Regions from separate parts of the Ovis aries genome. Here region 2 is linked to region 1. Evidence: chromatin contacts called from public Hi-C data. All regions are on one chromosome and are shown on one strand. The core of a region is the stretch at or near the end of the contact, and the rest is flanking DNA. Distances in the headings are between cores, read along the strand shown. Region 1 overlaps SYNE3 (spectrin repeat containing nuclear envelope family member 3). Region 2 holds the start of GLRX5 (glutaredoxin 5).

Evidence for each region. Hi-C and Micro-C count contacts between places; a contact is called where the count stands out from the background.
Region 2: a Hi-C map of liver shows a contact between it and region 1, with 4 times the contacts expected there. The contact joins the promoter of GLRX5 here to the enhancer-like site in region 1. A contact is called at or near these places in 11 of 16 Hi-C or Micro-C datasets (blood, hypothalamus, liver and 4 more).

The regions. Positions count from the first base shown.
Region 1 is chr18:58,019,752-58,025,495 of ARS-UI_Ramb_v3.0, reverse strand. It overlaps SYNE3 (spectrin repeat containing nuclear envelope family member 3), which reads left to right. Exons shown (of 18, transcript XM_060401917.1): 8 at 452-626; 9 at 5,567-5,744. Among named protein-coding and RNA genes, the nearest start is that of SYNE3, 70 kb to the left of the region's middle. Within about 2 kb of position 1,880, at least 12 of the 54 cell types and tissues checked have an H3K27ac peak or open chromatin away from gene starts, as enhancers often do. A contact at or near this core is called in liver and tail adipose tissue, where this site is marked.
Region 2 is chr18:58,109,623-58,115,226 of ARS-UI_Ramb_v3.0, reverse strand. It overlaps GLRX5 (glutaredoxin 5), which reads right to left and starts at 3,182. Exons shown (of 3, transcript XM_060401462.1): 1 at 2,846-3,182. The coding sequence starts at 3,143. It overlaps LOC105603234 (a long non-coding RNA gene), which reads left to right and starts at 3,598. Exons shown (of 4, transcript XR_009597123.1): 1 at 3,598-3,731; 2 at 4,986-5,604. It also overlaps LOC114109243.

The sequences.
Region 1 (5,744 bases), core at 631-3,130:
TCTCAGATTCTTTTCCTTGTAGACTATTATAAGTTATTGAATATAGTTCCCTGCGCTACATGGGCATTATATTTGAAAAATTTTCTGTAGGAATTATTTGGGCCTAGTATAATGGCATCTTACTCAAGAAGGGATTTTGTTGCTTTTGTGAGTTGCTGGGGGCAGGCCGCCTGAGTCTGAGGTCTCCACAATTCCTCTTCGAGGCTTGTTTCTTTCCCTGGTCTGGAAGCTGGGCTGCACGTCTGTTGGAGGACTGGCTTACCTCCAGAGCACTTGTATCCGGAAAGCCTAGGCCTCAGGGTCCCCTGGACAGCCCGGCAGCCTATGGAATAGGGGAAGAGCTTGCCCCAGGGGCAGCACACGTGAGGTGCTCTGGGGGTCCGGGGGGAGGCCTGGCCCCTGGACTGACCCACTCTCTCCTCTCTCCGTGCCCCCTCTCCTGTGCTCACAGAATGAAGGCCAAGAGCAGCAGGCTGCGCAACACCGCAGCCACAGAGCTATGGCAGCGTTTCCAGCGGCACCCCCAGGACCTGCACCTATGGAGGGAGCTGGCCCAGAGACTCCTGGATGTCACCGCCAGCCTGCCAGACCCGCCCTCCATCCACACCTTCCTGCCGCAGATCGAGGTAAGCCTGGTTCTGTCGGGAGGGATGGTGGGGGCCCCTGGGGGAGACCACCAGCCAAATGCGGCATTTCGGCCATCCCTGCAGGGAAAGACGTATCTCTCGGTCCTCCAGGTATCTGGGTAGAGCTCACTAGCAGCCTGGCGGGTCCCAAGTGCACACTTGTAATTATCAGGGACAAAAGTCACCCTCAGTTCTTGGAGAGAAGGCGAAGCCTGGTGCTTGGTGTGGCCCCAGGACTCTGCCATGATCCGCCCACACTGGTTCTCTTCCCGACCCGGCTACAGACAGTCCTCTGCTGGAAGTCTGAGGATGTCAGGCCATTACCTTTAATGTGTACCCATTGGGATGCATGTGACAAGTGGCAGAAAACTGACTTTCTGGTGGTTCCAGAGCTGGCTTGATAGCTCAGTGGTATCTTCCAGAACCTAGGCTCTTTGCAGCTCTAAACTGCATCTGCCTTCAGGTCCCGGGGTGGCTGCTGGCACTGCCCGTGTGCATCCTGACTGGTGTACTGGGCTCATGATATATGGCTGTGTGTCCTCGTATTTTCAGTTGACACATCTGAGCTTTTTCTCAGCACCCTTTAAAATGGTTCAATAGCATGGTTCAAGAAATCACTTTAAATGGATGCAGACTATTCCATTTGGGGGCGTGCCCTTTTATTTATTTTTTTAAGTAGCCACAATTCGATTGTTGAGGTTGTTTGCAATTTTCGTTGTCATAATGAATGTGCATTGAATATGTATGGACACTGAGTTTTATTTCCATTGCTAGCATTCTCCTCCTTTTACTGATGAGGGATCCGGGCCAGGGAGAAGTGAGAGAGCATGTTCAAGGTCTGGCTGCTCAAGAGAGGCAGAGCTGGGGCCAGAACTGTGGGTTATAGAGTCTTGGCTAACATTCTCAGCCCTGTTTTCACTTTGGCTTCTGGAAACAGCTCTGCGGAACAAGCAGAATGATTCTTATCATTTGACTGTTGGGGAGCCACTTGCTTGAGGTTAACACAACCGTTGAGTGACAGGGCTGGCTTTGACCCAGGCCTGTCCAACTTTCCCTGCTGTGTCAGGATATTGCCTCCTGTCCTTCCCACTGGGGCAGAAAGCAAACGGGGACCTTCTTGAGGCAGGAGGGAGGTCCTGTCGCTCTAGAGTGGGACCCAGGACTCCCACAGCAGGACTTTCACTGAGCAGTGGGTTGGAACACGTGGGGCCAGGACTTTGGCTTACTCACCTTTGGAGTCTGTTTGCTGGTTGGGAGTGTGTCTTGCATCACTCCCACTGGCCTGCCTGGGCAGAAGGGATTTCACAGGTCAGGGCTCAAGCTGCCAGCCCTCTCTTTTTTGGCCACACCATGCGGCATGTGGGATCCTAGTTCCCCAGCCAGGAATTGAGCCCATACCCCTGGCATTGAGAGTGCAGAGTCTCAACCGCTGTACTGCTGGGGAAGTCCCAGCCCTCTCTTTTCTCAACTCAGCTTCTGCATCTAGCCTCAGAGCGGCTTGTGGATTGAAAGTGAAAGTGTTAGTTGCTCCACTGTGTCTGACTCTTTGTGACCCCATGGACTGTAGCCCTCCCAACTCCTCTGTCCATGGAATTCTCCAGGCAAGAATACTGGAGTGGGTAGCCATTCCCTTCTCTAGGGGATCTTCCTGATTCAGGGATGGAACCCAGGTCTCCTGCCTTGCAGGCATGTTCTTTTCTGTCTGAGCCACCAGGGAAGCCCTGTGGGTCCGCAAAGCTCCAGCCAAAACCTGGGCGTGGCTGGTGTGTTAGTTCTCTAGGGTTGCTGTAACAAAGCACCAAAAAGTGGTGCTTTTATATAAAAAAGAAAACAACAGAACTTCATTCTCTTAAAGTTCTGAAAGCTGGAAGTCCGAAGTTGATGTCTCAAGAGGATCTTGCTGTCTCCAGTGGTTCTAGGGGAGACTCCTCCCTTGCCTCTTCTAGCTTCTGATGTTCCCTGCCGGTTGCTGGCATTCACTGCTTTGTAGGTCCACCACTCTGATCTCCGCCTGTCATCATGGACCATCCTCCCCCTAAAGATCTCCGCCACCTCTTCCCTCTGTGCATGCTGCTGCGGCTAAGTCACTTCAGTCGTGTCCGACTCTGTGCGACCCCATTGACGGCAGCCCACCAGGCTCCCCCGTCCCTGGGATTCTCCAGGCAAGAACACTGGAGTGGGTTGCCATTTCCTTCTCCAATGCATGAAAGCGAAGTGAAAGCGAAGTCGCTCAGTTGGGCCTGACCCTCAGCGACCCCATGGACTGCAGCCTTCCAGGCTCCTCCGTCCGTGGGATTTTCCAGGCAAGAGTACTGGAGTGGGGTGCCATTGCCTTCTCAGTCTGTGCATGCATCTGGGTCTAAATCTTCCCTTTCTGTAAAGGCACCAATCAATGACCTCATTTTAACCTGATTGCCTCTGTAAAGCCCCTCTCTCCAAAGAAGGTTGCATTCTAAGGTAGTGGAGTTGAGACTTGACCAAACCTTTCTTCCCCCAACCATTTCTCTTTTGAAGGTCACAATTCAACCCAGAACAGCTGGTCAAATAATAATGGCTGAGAAGATCTATCTTTTCTTGTGAGGGTCCTGCACTGTGTTAAATGCTTTTTAGGCATTTAAGCCTCGTGACAGCCCCACGAGCTGCGATATGCCTATTGGTCATTTACCGATGAGGAAACTGAGGCTTGGAATTACCCAGGTTCTCCCAGTCAGTGGTGGTGGTGGCGGTTTAGTCACTAAGTCATGTCCCACTCTTGGGATCCCAAGGACTGTAGCCCACCAGGCTTCTCTGTCCATGGGATTTCCTAGGCCAGAATACTGGAGTGGGTGGCCATTTCCTTCTCTACGCCCAGTCAGTGAGCCATCCAAACTCATGATTGCAACTCCCCAGCCTGATTTCTTCACCCTTGTGATACTGCGTCTTGAGTCTGGCAAAAAGGGAATGAAGGTGGCCCCCTGCCTCAAGAGGCTTGGCCTCTGTGTGGCTAATCACCAACTATACACGTCATCAGCAGGTCACCTACCTGGGCTGCAGTCTTACTTCCTCTCCACCCCATGCCCAGCTCATTGTCTCTGTAACATCATCAGATATCAAGTGGAAGGACTCTGGCCAGCTGAAAACAAAACCCCTGACCTCCAGACTCCTGAGCCCTTGGTGAGAGAAGCAAGACATATTTACCTCTAATAACTGGTTGATCAATAGGACCATGAAGTCGGGCAAAGGGCTTTGGGGCAGGAAGAGTGAGTGTCAGGTGGGAATGTGACCAGGGCAGGCTCCTTGGAGGAAGTGGGGCCTGGGCTGTGCAGAGTTCAGGCTATCTGCATGGGAGCTGGCTGCGGCTGCAGAGTTCCCTGTTGGTCCTCTCTCTGCCCCATGAGCTCCTGTGCATCACGACCCCACTGAGATGCCACCTCCTCTGGGAGGCCTTCCTGAATTCCCTCTGATCATGCTCCCCTAGGCCCTTTTGTGGTTGTTCAGTTGCTAAATTGTGTCAGACTCTTTGCAACCCCATGGACTGCAGCACGCCAGGCTTCCCTGTCCTTCACTATCTCCCGGAGTTTGCTCAAACTCATGTCTATTGTCTCAGTGATGCCATCCAACCTTCTCATCCTCTGTCACTCTCTTCTGATCCTGCCTTCAATCTTTCTCAGCATCAGGGTTTTTTCCAATGAGTCAGCTCTTCACATCAGGTGGCTAAAGTATTGGGGCTTCAACTTCAGCGTCAGTTCTTCCAATGAATAATCAGGGTTGATTTCCTTTAGGACTGACTGGTTTGACCTCCTTGCTGTCTGAGGGACTCTCAAGAGTCTTCTCTAACACCACAGTTTGACAGCAGCAATTCTTTGGCGCTCAGCCTTCTTTTGGTCCAGCTCTCACATCCATACATGACTCCTGGAAAAACCATAGTTTTGATTATATGGACTTCTGTCGGCAAAGTGATGTCCCTGCTTTTTAATATGCTGTCCGGGTTTGTAATAGCTTTTCTTCCAAGGAGGAAATGTCTTTTAAGTTCATGGTTGCAGTCACCATCCACAGTGATTTTGGAGCCCAAGAGAAAATCTATCGCTGCTTCCGCTTTTTCCCCTTCTATTTGCCATGAAGTGATGGGGCCAGATGCCATTTTAGTGTTTTGAACATTGAGTTTTAAGTCACTGTTTTCACTCTCATCAAGAAGCGCTTTAGTTTGTCCTCACTTTCTGCCATTAGAACGGTATCATCTGCATATCTGAGGTGGTTGACATTTCTCCTGAAAATCTTGATTCTAGCTTGTGATTCATCCAGCCCAGGATTTCGCATGATATACTCTGCATATAAGTTAAATAAATAGAGTGACGATGTACAGCTTTGACATACTCCTTTCCCAGTTTTGAACCAGTCGTTTGTTCTGTGTAAGGTTCTGACTGTTGCTTCTTGACCCACATTCAGGTTTCTCTGGAGACAGGTGAGGTGGTCTGGTATTCAAAATGTCCCACACGCCAGCTTGGGGATGGCCCTCTGCTGTCGGTGATGGAGAATCATTGAGTAGAGGATCAGACTGGTTCAGTTTGGGTTTGGCTACAATGTGCAGAGTCGATCGGAGGGGCAACTGAGAGGCAGCAGATGGTCAGGAGCTGCAGGGGTCCAAGTGAGCAAGGCTGAGAGTGCACCACGGTCAGTGCGAGCCAATGGAGCGGAGACAGATTTCTGACACTCATAGGAGGCAGCCTTCTTGCTCGGGATTTGGTAACAAGATGGATGTTGGGGGTGAGAAGGGAATCAGACTGACCCTGACATTCAGGGCCTCCCGCCACCTTCCCGCCTGCCTGTTTCTCCTTGCATTCACCTCTCCCTCGGCCACCAGCACAGAAGCCCAGCCTCCCAGGCAGGTGCAGCCAGACCAGGTGTGTTCCTGCCCCAGCTTCATGCTGCTCTCCTGTTCACGGAAGCCTTGTCTCCCCCAGGCGGCCCTGATGGAGAGCTCCCGCCTGAAGGAGCAGCTGACGATGCTGCAGCTGAAGAAAGACCTGCTGGACAGCATCTTCGGCCAGGAGAGAGCCACGGCCCTGCTGGAGCAGGTGGCGACTTCTGTGAGGGACCGAGACTTGCTGCACAACCGCCTTCTGCAGAGGAAGAGCAAAC
Region 2 (5,604 bases), core at 1,933-4,432, 88 kb before region 1:
GTCTCAGGTCTCGGCCTGACACCTCTGGGCACCACACTCCATGGACCCAGCGCCCAGAACCAGGAGACAGTGTCTGAGGGTCTTCCTCCAGCTTGGGCTCTTTGTAAAGCTCAGCCTCCTCTGGCACAAGAAAGCAGGAAAGGCCAGTTTTGCAGGAGTCCCTCTCCTGTCGTGGTTTTCATTCTGTCTGCCCTCTAGGGGAAGACTGAAGGCAGGAGGCGAAGGGGACGACAGAGGATGAGATGGTTGGATGGCATCACCGAGGCGAAGGATATGTGTTTGAGCAAGCTCCGGGAGTTGGTGATGAACAGGGAAGCCTGGCGTGCTGCAGTCCGTGGGGTCGCAGAGTCAGACACAACTGAGTGACTGAACTGAACTGAACTCTCCTGTTACTAGAAGTGACCTTGGTCTGGGAAAGGCGCACAGACATATCCTTGGTTGGCAAAAGCAAGCATCAGACAGCCTGTCAGTCTCTCGTGGTAAACTCAAAGCTGTGGCAAGCAAAAAGATGGAGACTTCAAGTTTCAAAGCCTCACCCAGGCTAATAATCCTCACTGTGAAAACCTGCTTACACCACCCTGCCCTAAGTCTGGAGGTTAAGACTTACACTAATGCTTACTTTTCTAGGGAACAAAGGACATGTATTATGTTCAATATACATGTAACACATTTACTGACTAAAGTAATGGTCTGATGAAGGTCAACGGTCAAGACATTTAAGGGTTAAATTCCTGTTGCTATTGTTTGAACACTTAAGAACAGAAGGCTGAAAGTCAAACACAGAAGTGTTCTTAGCAAAAACATTCTCACTCCTGCTCTTACTTTCAGTTTGCTGGCCAGACTGCAGTATGGCCTACCTCTGGTTATATTTAAAAACATTTTTTTAAATAATTGAAGTATAGTTGATGCATAATGTTTCAGGTATAGAGCAAAGGGATTCAGTTATACCATCCACTGGTTATATTAAACAGGAGAACTGAAAGTCACAGACTGGAGGCTCTCAAAACTTTATGCTAAGCAAGATATCAACAACACAACTTTTTACTAAGGGCCATAGGGGCGAGGCAAGGTCCCAGCTGAGACTGCAGTTACTCCCATCTTATCTTATAAGCAGAGACACCCTGCTGCTGGATGAAGACTGCAGCTCACCCTGTAAGTGAAAAAAGCCAGCCACTTGGTAGCATTCCAGAAGACCAGGAAGGCAAAAGGATCGTGGGTATAATACATGGAAGTATTACTTTTTTAAATTTTTAGTTGCTCAGTTGTGTCCGACTCTTTGGGATCCCATACCTTCTGGTAATGTTAAGCTGCCTTCACTCCTCATTTCCACCCGCCAAAACCAAGAGTTCTGTACGGATTAGATAACATGGGGAAAAATACTTTTAAAGTCATAAAGTGCTAATAATAAAACAGCTACCATTTAGTGGGTGCCTTCCCTGTGCCAGGTGAGATGACGGGCACATTCTAAAAGTTTTCCTTTCTCTTTGTTCCTCACAAAATCTTTGGCACACGTGGTTTCATTATCCTCATATTATTCAAAGGGAAAACGCAGTTTTGTGCCTTGCTTCAGGCTGCAGAATGGATTGGCCACAGGATTCTAACCTGAAGCCTTTCCCTGACACCAGCCTGTCTCGTCCATGTTGGAATGACTATGATGGACAACTTCAAATGCAGAACAGCAGAAAACAGAACTCGGCATGCAGACTACCAGAGAACTTGGTGCCTTAAAACTCTCCAGGACACTGTCACTAAACAACCTCAGGAAGACTCAGGGAGAACTCAGTCACTGAAAAGTCTAACTGGAATGCCACGCTTCAGCGGGTACAGGGACAGTCCCCCCATTTCTCTGCCAGCCCCATCCACCCCAGCCAAAGGGCAGGCCTGGTTTTCCAGGCAAGAATACTGGAATGCGTGCCCGTGCCATTCCCTTCTCCAGTCCCTCCTACTCAACTCACTTGAAACAGCAGAATGCAGGTAAGGTTCACAGCAGGAGACTCAACAGCAAAGGTGCTAATTAACTGTCAGGGCCCTCCTCCCTCCCTCCAGAGACAGTGACAAGTCACAGACTCTGCATACTTTGCCCCAGAACCTGACTGGCTCCTGGAGCTGCCAGCTTGAGTTAGCTAGGGCTCAGGAGTCATTCCTCGTCCAGCTCCCCACAAACCTCTCTAAGATACCCTATCTCCCACAAATCTCCCCCATCCTTGAGTATCTGAACATAAATTTTCATGTCTTTTTCAGCAGCAGACGTCAGCTAAGTCCACTCCAAAAGCTGAGTCCAGCCCCTCCTTGTAAGCAACGACGGAGAACGGTCCCTGACCACCCTCATCCCCCAGCCTTGAGGCACGACAGGCCAATCTCTGAATCCCCGAGCCTCAGAAAAGGGCAACCTCGGCCCTCCCGGCACCATCAACAGCACCTGTCCCTTATCCACGGGACAGGCCACTCCCTCAAATTGTTCCCAAGTGATTACTTCTTAGGGCCTCTTCCTGTATCCCTCTGCCCCACTTCCCCACTCCTGCAGAGCTGGGAGTCGGGCTGCTGATAATGTTGCTTGGACTCAGCCGAAGAGAACTTGCCCCGAAACGCCTACTGCAGCTCAGAGTGAGGATCGGAGAACCTCTAGGACTTAAACCCGCTGCACAGACTGGCCCAGAGCCCCAGATCTTCAAAACCTAGTTCCAACTCGATCGTGCCCCCACTCTAGATGCTCTGATGCGGTGTGGAAACCCATACCCTAACCCCCTCCCCTCGAGCCCCCGGACGGACCTGCCCGACAGACCCTCGGCCCCGTAGAGCAGCCAAGGAAGGTCGCCCCCCAGCCCCGCCCGCAGCCGGCCCTGACCTTGCCGGAGCTGGGGGTCGTCCAGCACATTGTAGGCCGCGTAGTCGCGGACGCCGTGCAGCCGCAGGATCTGCACCACAGCGTTGCTGAAGCCGCACTGGGGCTGCTCCGGCGTCCCCTTGAGGAAGACCACCACCTTGTCCTTCTTCACCAACGCGTCCAAGTGCTCCGACGAGCCGCTGCCGCCCGAGCCTGCCGCCCGCACGCCCGGGCCCCGGAGGCCGCCGCCTACGCCGCGCCCCCAGCGGAGCAGAGCGGTCGCCGCCGCCGCCGCCGCCCGGCCCAGAGAGCCGCTCATCCCAGCACGTTGGCCGCAGCTCTTGACCGCCGGCGACCTGGGCTAGCCAGCCGGAGCCTTCCCGGGGCCCGGCCCGCGGCGACTCGGCCCGCCCCCCGGAGGCCCTCATTGGACCGGCTCCGAATAGCTCTCCCTCATTGGATAGAGCTGGCCCGCAATTACTTGATTCTACCAATCAGATTGCTCGTCCCGCCCCGACAGGTTGAAGGAGGTCTTTACGTCTGAGCCACTACCCACCCCCTTACCATTGGCCGTCGGCAACCGCTTCGTCAGCTGATTGGAGAAAGTGGATGTCCATCAGTGTCACGACGTTCCGTGGTAAGCAGAGGCGAAACCAAAAAGACGACTTCCCTCCGAAGGGCAGACGGGCCTGCTGGGATACTGTGGGAGGACTGGGTCAGGCGCTGGGCGGGGTTTTCGCAGCTCCGCGGAACGCCGGGAAGGGGTCACGTCCAGACGAGGATTCCGGTTCCGGTGCAGACGGCGGCAGCGGCGTTGCCACGGCAGCGTGGTTGGCCGGTACCTGGGTAGTGAGCTCGCGTTGTTGGAGGGGCTGGAGTTGGCTTCGGTCCTGCGTTGTCCGCTTAGGTGAGCTGCCGGAGCTTCCGTGAGGCCGCGGCGGGAACAGGGACCGCGCGGGCCTCTGGGGGCCGGGCCTGGCCGGGGTTACGAGGTCGGGGCGCGCGGGGCTTGAGTCCCGGCCCTCCGGCTGTCCCGCTGCTCACGTGGGAGACCCAGACCCTTTCTCGCCTCTGCACCTCGATTATTTCACTAAAATAGCTTTTGACTTTTAAAGTTCACGAGGCGCTCTTGTCTGTGTGGTCGGGGCTTCGCTGACTTTTCAGCCTACTTAAGCCCCTGGGCCTGGGCCCCAGGAAAGGTGTGTTGAGTGAGAAACTTAAGAAAGGAATTGGTTCGTTCGAGGAACGTTTTCCGAGCAGCTGCTGCGTACAAGGCACGGCGCCGGGGAGAGACGTCCAGTGAGACCTGTGCCCAAAGGTTGACAGATGAGAGGCGGGCGCAAAGCAATGTGGGGGTACAGGGGAGGGAAAGGAAGCCTCCCGAGGCCCACCGCTTTCTCCATTCTTCATTGTGCATGTCACACCTTGTCGTACATCATTAGCTTGTTGTTGCCTTCCCTCCCAGACCCTTGACTTCATTCACCGCTGCATCTTCAGTACGTAAAACGGGTGCTTGCGTTGCTGACAAGAGTGACCCCCGAAGAGCGGGGCTCCGTGAAATCGCCATGTGATCTGTAGTCTCGGCGTCGCACTGGGTTGATGGTACCCTGGAGCACCCCAGACTTGCAGAGAAAGCATCCTCCAGAGGAAGCTGAGGCAGGACTGCTCGAGGGCCGGCAGTGCCATGTGCAATTTTCCTCTGATAGTTCCCAGTGCTGTTGCCACGGTGATGATGGCTGTGCCATGCCATTGTCTATCAACCGACAGGAAGAGAAACTTTGGCAGTCAGATATTGTTTAACAGATGAAGTGGTTTCTGTTGGACACTTCAGTACTGCTACAAATTACCTTTCTTTTCTTTTCTTTTTTTTTAAAACCCTAAGTATTTTAAAAGTTGTGGCTGGAGGTGACCTCGTTCTGCATTCAAGGTTAAAAATCTGAAAATTAAAATATGTGCTTTCAGCAAGAGTATCTTCTAAATAATCATTCAGCATGAAACTTGAGCCCCATAAGCTGAAAATTAAACTCAAGACTTTCCTCAGAAATGCTCCCCAGTGACATATTTATTTAACCCCCCTCTGATGTTATTGATGTTTAGTACTTTACTAATGTGGGACCCACGATTGATGAGCTTCTTAAAGAATCCTTTTTCTCTCCCCCAGAGTCATTGATTCCAGGTAAATCAGAGGAACAGACATCATGAACAGAAATAATACGGAAAGTGATGTGATGCAGAAGTTTAACTATTGTTCCAGAAGTCCAGCATCTGTGGCTCATAACTTTAGGAACTGTATCATTTTCAAGGTCACCTAACATATACTCATATTGGGTTGGCCAGAAAGTTCATTTGGTTTTCCTGTAAGCTGAGAAAACCGGCATGAACTTTTTGGCTAACCCAGTGCTTATAGTAAGTTTATTTTATTTTATTTTTTCAATAAATATTGACAGTTTGTTCCAGAAAATGTAAATTGTTCATTGCCTCCTATAAGCTGCCTGATTCTCTGCTTGTGTTCACTGGATTAGGGAGAAGAATTTGCAAACCGATTATGTGAGGGTCCAAAATGTAAAACTGGGTGGTGGGGAGTAGCCTGTTGTTTGCCTGGTCTGTAACATTGGCTTTGCCTGTACAATTGACAGACATTTTATTAAGTTGAGAATATAGCTGTCATTAAGAATAATCCTTGAGCAGGAAGAATATGAACCCTATGTTTTCCAAACTTACGATAGAGTTGCTAGTTACAGTCAATACGGTGAGACTGTCTGAAATGCAAGGACATGGAA